2 separate regions of the Oncorhynchus mykiss genome follow, and region 2 is linked to region 1. Evidence: chromatin contacts called from public Hi-C data. All regions are on one chromosome and are shown on one strand. Each heading gives the region's core, a stretch centred on a gene start, on an enhancer-like site or on the middle of the called end of the contact. The rest is flanking DNA. Distances are from core to core; before and after follow the strand shown. Region 1 holds the start of rxylt1 (ribitol-5-phosphate xylosyltransferase 1). Region 2 holds the start of parp12a (protein mono-ADP-ribosyltransferase PARP12).

Region 1 (3,803 bases), core at 112-2,611:
CAGAGAGAGAGATGGTGGGGTGGAGGGCTGTCAGAATAGCTGACATCAGCTAGATCATATGCATCTTATATTGTGATTGGAGTCTCATTTGTGATGCCTTACCTGAAATCTATCTTTCCCACTTGTATCTCCCCCTCTCTCCACTGTGCTTGTATGTCGGTGGGGTTGAGGGGACCTTCTAAAATATGTTCCCAAAGGTAAAGTCCTGATAGAAGAGAGAAGTTACTTCAGAGGGACAATATCCATAAGAATGTTTTTTACTCCATAATGTAACCTAACATTGTAAGAGGAAGCATCAAACAACAAAAAGATACCAAGCAATATTGTACAACTTATCACAGAAGATCCGTAAAAAGGCATTACCTATGGCCGCTTTCCCCCAGATTTGAACTTTGTATCTCTTGGGCCTGTTCTTGTCAATGCGCTCCTGGTATTGTCTGAAAGCCTCCCTCTGTTTGTGCAGAGCAGAAAGTGCATTAGCCTGCTCATCCTCCCAAGGGTTCCACACATCATCCCCAATGTAAGGAGCCACAACACCACCACCTGTAATCACCAAAACAACAGTACAATAACACTTATTGGAGCTAGCTAGTTAGTGGTTTTCAAATAGCCAATTTACATGACCAGTCCATAACCATGTGAGGGTATTCACGTGTTGACTGTATATTCTCATCTACAACATTGGACATGACCCGCAAACTATGGACAGTGAGTTTATTTTGTCAGATATGTAGCTAGCTAGGTAATTTACCTGAGGTTGCGACTGTAATTTTCTTCACCACTCTGTGGACACGGGTGATCACCTTCGTATTAAAAAATACATTGTATGCAGCATACAAGGAAAACACCACATACACGAAAACTATCAGGATGAATATTTTTCTGTGATGTTTTTTCATGTTTTCCTTCTCACGTTACCATTCTGCACTCGAGTATCAGTTAAAGTGACCAATCTCTGTACAGCTTGTTGTCTCGGAAACACTGAGAAAGCAATCAAAAGCGACTGTTTACAGTTCAAGGACCCAGCTCAAAGGCTGGCATAAGATTTGCCGGAGAAAAATGATTCCCCTTTTGGAATTAATCTACGTGAAGCATGTTCTTCTTATCGTCAAACAGAACCGATTTTTATTTTGATAAATAAAACGACTCGTGTGGCATAATTGACATTAAATACAAAACAAATTGCTTACAAAGATGTTATAAGAATTGAGACTGCGCGCTGAAACATAATCCCGGATGTTACCCAGGGCGTACCTAAGGCGGATCGAGCTGACAGTTAAGGCAAAGACAGAAACTGCTCTCCTTTATAAATCCACTATCACGCTCGTAGGCGATGTCATGGCGACGTTGGCTTGCGAAACTCATGCACAGAAACACGTAATCGGGTCTAACGGTCGACACACGCCAAACTGCGCATGTGCATTCCATCAAATCAAAGGCAATCCAATATAAAATAGTGTTTGACGAAAATGAAAAGGTGCAGTTGGAATGTCATCAAACACATGGAAACCATGTGTTTGATGTATTTGATAACATTCCACATATTCAGCTCCAGCCATTAATCCGAGCCCACCCTCCCCAATTAAGGTGCCACCAACCTCCTGTGGTTTCCATCCCAATTTTTTTATGTGAGTAAAGTCACACCATCCCCAGCAAAAAATCAAAACAGCTGTGATGGAAACAGGTATTTTCGGTACAATTTTATAAATACAGACAGATAATTTGTTCATTCGACATGGTGGGGTCTTCTTGTGTTGGTCAAATTAATAATGCGAGAAATGGTGGTGGAACGCCTTTATGCGCAAATATTGATATAATAACCATCATATCAAAGTAAATTTGGAGTCACGCGATGGTATGGTGTGTGTTCCTCCCGCTATGACTTGGGAAACCATGCAGTTTATTAGGCTACAGATTAAATACATGATAATGAATTTCACAGGGAGGTGAAAGTGCACAGGGGGTCTTGATGCTCCTTTCCAATAAATATTGAGGGTTTTATATTGGTGACATGATGATTGATGCTTGACTGCCTTTTGACAAATAAAAATATGCATAATAATCTCATCATGTAGACCAGGGGTGTCAAACACATACCACGGAGGGCCTAGTGCGTGCAGGTTTACTGTTTTCCCTTTCAATTAAACCCTAGGTGTGGGGAGTTCCTTACTAATTAGTGACCTTGATTAATCAATCAAGTACAAGGGAGCAGTGAAAACCCGCAGATGGACTTTTGAAGTGAAGAGTTTAGATTTTTGTAGCAAAGCACCGTTAAAAGGTGTCATCTCTGACGTTACGTTGGATGTGGAGGCCTCGTGGTTACGAGGAGCATACCAAGAGTAGTTGGAGCACACCGAATGAACCGTGTAGTGGATGGGGGAAAAGAAGAAAGCCTGTCAGTATTATTTCTGTTTGACGAAGAGTATCTCCCTTCACATGTCAAAGTGGGGATATGTTAAGATATGCGACGAAAGCTTTTGTGTTCAAGCCGTTTTGCCGAAATTGCTAAAGGTATGGACATGTATCAAGTGTGTGCCGAAGGAATGTTCTTGAAGAATCTGAGGGTGTACAATGTTGTAATTGTGATGGCAACCATGTTCTCAATTCCCCGGAGTGCCCGGGTTGGGATAAAAGAGTATGAAGTGGCAAGGGTCAGGGCTATACAGCAGGTCTCCTACACGGAGTGTCAGGGCTATACAGCAGGTCTCCTACACGGAGGGTCAGGGCTATACAGCAGGTCTCCTACACGGAGGGTCAGGGCTATACAGCAGGTCTCCTACACGGAGTGTCAGGGCTATACAGCAGGTCTCCTACACAGAGGGTCAGGGCTATACAGCAGGTCTCCTACACGGAGGGTCAGGGCTATACAGCAGGTCTCCTACACGGAGGGTCAGGGCTATACAGCAGGTCTCCTACACGGAGGGTCAGGCTATACAGCAGGTCTCCTACACGGAGGGTCAGGCTATACAGCAGGTCTCCTACACGGAGGGTCAGGGCTATACAGCAGTTCTCCTACACTGAGGGTCAGGGCTATACAGCAGGTCTACTACACGGAGGGTCATGGCTATACAGCAGGTCTACTACACGGAGGGTCAGGGCTATACAGCAGGTCTCCTACACGGAGGGTCAGGGCTATACAGCAGGTCTCCTACACGGAGGGTCAGGGCTATACAGCAGGTCTCCTACACGGAGGGTCAGGGCTTTACAGCAGGTCTCCTACACGGAGGGTCAGGGCTATACAGCAGGTCTCCTACACGGAGGGTCAGGGCTATACAGCAGGTCTCCTACACGGAGGGTCAGGGCTTTACAGCAGGTCTCCTACACGGAGGGTCAGGGCTATACAGCAGGTCTACTACACGGAGGGTCATGGCTATACAGCAGGTCTACTACACGGAGGGTCAGGGCTATACAGCAGGTCTCCTACACGGAGGGTCAAGGCTATACAGCAGGTCTCCTACACGGAGGGTCAGGGCTATACAGCAGGTCTACTACACAGAGGGTCAGGGCTATACAGCAGGTCTCCTACACGGAGGGTCAGGGCTATACAGCAGGTCTACTACACAGAGGGTCAGGGCTATACAGCAGGTCTACTACACGGAGGGTCAGGGCTATACAGCAGGTCTACTACACGGAGGGTCAGGGTATACAGCAGGTCTACTACACGGAGGGTCAGGGCTATACAGCAGGTCTACTACACGGAGGGTCAGGGCTATACAGCGGGTCTCCTACACGGAGGCACGGGAAATAATTGAATGAGTTTAGGGAGCTGAAGATATGGCGGTGGATGTTCCACAAACTGTGAA
Region 2 (3,433 bases), core at 256-2,755, 170 kb before region 1:
TCCAATCTTTTTAGATCCACTAATTGGTAGAGGTCATTTTGGGAGCCACCCACCTCAGGCATCAGGTAGGGGTCATTCTGCAGCAGTAGTGGAAACAGCTCTGCCTCCCCCAGCTCATGGTGATCCACACTCCTTATAAGAGCTGTGTTGTGTGGGGAATCTAGACTGTGGGCATTTTTGCACTTGTTCCTTGAGTTTAAAGAGAAATGCGAACAATGTAAGTACATTGACAAAATATGAGCAAATTAAACCAAGACAACAGAAGAGTCACATTACTAACTTTCAAGCATTAGTCAGGTCAACAAATGCTGTTGGCTCCTCAGCAAAAATATGTTGTTGTTATATCTATTCACTAACTAGTCCAATCAAAGCTTATATCTGATACTCATTGCTTGAGATACCAAATAAATGAGTCACAGGGCCAGTTACAACAGGTGTGTTTGTGGTCAAAGTGTAACAATAACAGATTCTACACCCGAATTATCAACATACATTACTAAATTCGGTTTACCACTTAGGTAAAAATGTTTTTATATTGGATATTCAGTTCTCTCTGTCAATAGCATGTAAACAAATCGTGCCGTGACTATGAAAGTGATATATTCTGAATCAAGGGAAGATGGAGAAAATCCACACCTTTTTTGTTGTTGAAATGTATATTTTATTTTTCTGGATTTCAATCTTCAATAGCTCTTAAATAAAGCGTGCCGTGACTATGAAAATTATATATCCTGGATCATGGGAAGATGGAGAAAACTCCATCCTCCATCTCCCTTGATTCAGAATACATGATTTTCATAGTCACGGCACGCTTTGTTTTAAGAACTATTCAAGATTTTAATTCCATTTTGTTATTAAAAATAAAAGTAGTGGATTGTTCACCATTCACCTGGTACAGAATATACAATTTGTATAGCCATAGTATGCCTGGTTCAATAGCTATTGATGAGAGAACCGAATATCCAATATAAAACTAATTTGACCTCAGTATTTACCTATGATATGAAACATCTGCAGTTCCACTATGAGATAAAAAAAAATATATGTTTATAGTCTCACAGAACATGACACCTACCCGAACCTGCAGTTACCGCATACAAAGTATCTGCACAAGTGTAAGTTCTCGCAATGAAGACAATCGCCAGGAGGGCTTTGACAGACTCGCAGTGAAGTCTTTGCAACAATAACACTGTTCTGGCTTATAGCGAGACGCGAGGCCTTTCCTTCGCCTTTACTGATGGCATATTTTCCTCTGTCACAAAGTATTCCAAGTAGGACGTCATCTGCAACAGTGAACTTTTGACCAACGATCCGGTCAAGCTGCTTGAAGTCCAAGCATCCTTGATTTCCACACAGAATTTGTGTTACATATCGAGACACGACAGACGACATCGTGTTTCGGTCGGGGAAATTATATTTTTTGATCCTCACCTCACCCAACTTGCAATTGGACGTCAGTCACGCTTCCGGAGAAACGAAACTCAAAGTCAAAGCCCTTTAAAACTGGTTCCACAGGATTTCACAGCCATAACGTCAAAACGTTCTATAATATTGTAAAAATTAATGAAAAAAAATATAATTATGTATTTTTGGTTAGGCACAAGGTTAGCAGTGAGGTTAAGGTTAGGTTTAACATTTAAAGTAGATATAGGCGGGGTTTATGACTGTGGAAGCTAGTGACCAGCTCCTAGTGACGACACTTTAAACCTCTGCTTTCAACATGGACAATTTGGTAGTTGTTGAAAATTCACACCACCAGGTCCTCTGTTTATATGACCAACATAGGATTTTGCATAACCTCTGCTTTTTATTCCACTGTGTTATGTAAAACATGAAATACATAAATTCATGTAATAATACCTAATGGTCACACGATGGCAGTACAGTATAGCAATGAACAATAGACCTCCGCAGGCAACTTTTGTTACCTGTCAAGTTGCTTCTACAAAGTATTGACTCAGGGGTGTGAATACTTATGTAAATGAGAAATTTCTAATAAATTACTAAACATTTGTAAAAACTTGTTTTCACTTTGTCAATATGGGGTATCGTGTGTAGGTGGTGGATAATAAAATATTGAATTCAGTCTGTAGCACAGCAAAATGTGGAGTAAGTCAAGGGGCATGAATACTTTCGGAATGAACTATAAAGCAGCAGCACTAAATCTACGTCAGATTTAAATATGGACTAGCCGCTAGAGAATAAGGAACTGAATTGCATTTACTATATGTAACACCTTAATTTGCGTGCATTGAATGGTGTGGTTTATTCTTATGGACTTTCAAACATATCAGCAGCTTAGGTCTTATACAGTTGAAGTCTGAAGTTTACATATACCTTAGCCAAATATATTTAAACTCAGTTTCACAATTCCTGAAATGTCATCCTAGTAAAAATTCCCTGTCTTAGGTCAGTTAGGATCACCACTTTATTTTAAGAATGTGAAATGTCAGAATAATAGTAGAGAGAATGATTTATTTCAGATTGTATTTCTTTCATCACATTCCCAGTGCGTCAGATGCTTACATACATTCAATTAGTATTTGGTAGCATTGCCTTTAAATTGTTTAACTTGGGTCAAACGTTTCAAGTAGCCTTCCACAAGCTTCCCACAATAAGTTGGGTGAATTTTGGCCCATTCCTCTTGACATAGCTGGTGTAACTGAGTCATGTTTGTAGGCCTTCTTGCTCACACACACACTTTTTCAGTTCTGCCCACAAATGTTGTATAGGATAGAGGTCAGGGCTTTGTGATGGCCACTCCAATACCTTGACTTTGTTGTCCTTAAGCCATTTTGCCACAACTTTGGAAGTATGCTTGGGGTCATTGTTCATTTGGAAGACACATTTGCGACCAAGCTTTAACTTCCTGACGGATGTCTTGAGATGTTGCTTCAATATATCCACATAGTTTTCCATCCTCATGATGCCATCTATTTTATGAAGTGCACCTGTCCCTCCTTCAGCAATGCACCCCCACAACATGAATCTGCCACCCCTGTGCTTCACAGTTGGGATGGAGTTCTTCGGGTTGCAAGCCTCCCCCTTTTTCCTCCAAACATAACAATGGTCATTATGGCCAAACAGATCTATTTTTGTTTCATCAGACCAGAGGACATTTCTCCAAAAAGTAAGATTTTTTTCCCCCATGTGCAGTTGCAAACCGCAGTCTGGCGTTATTGTGGCAGTTTTGGAGCAGTGACTTCTTCCTTGTTGAGCGGCCTTTTAGGTTATGTCAGTATATGACTCGTTTTACTGTGAAAATAGATAGTTTTGTACCGGTTTCCTCCAGCATCTTCCCAGGGTCCTTTGCGGTTGTTCTGGGATTGATTGGCACTTTTCACACCAAAGTATGTTCATCTCTAGGAGAGAGAACGCATCTCCTTCCTGAGCGGTATGACAGCTGTGTGGTCCCATGGTGTTTATACTTGCG

The links. A called contact is a pair of places that touch in the nucleus more often than the background predicts.
Region 2: a Hi-C map of liver shows a contact between it and region 1, with 9 times the contacts expected there. The contact joins the promoter of parp12a here to the promoter of rxylt1 in region 1. A contact is called at or near these places in 2 of 3 Hi-C or Micro-C datasets (blood and liver).

Annotation. Positions count from the first base shown.
Region 1 is chr1:42,123,448-42,127,250 of USDA_OmykA_1.1, reverse strand. It overlaps rxylt1 (ribitol-5-phosphate xylosyltransferase 1), which reads right to left and starts at 1,361. Exons shown (of 6, transcript XM_021601454.2): 1 at 752-1,361; 2 at 364-543; 3 at 103-205. The coding sequence starts at 899.
Region 2 is chr1:42,293,091-42,296,523 of USDA_OmykA_1.1, reverse strand. parp12a (protein mono-ADP-ribosyltransferase PARP12) reads right to left here and starts at 1,505. Exons shown (of 12, transcript XM_021601474.2): 1 at 1,076-1,505; 2 at 54-189. The coding sequence starts at 1,392.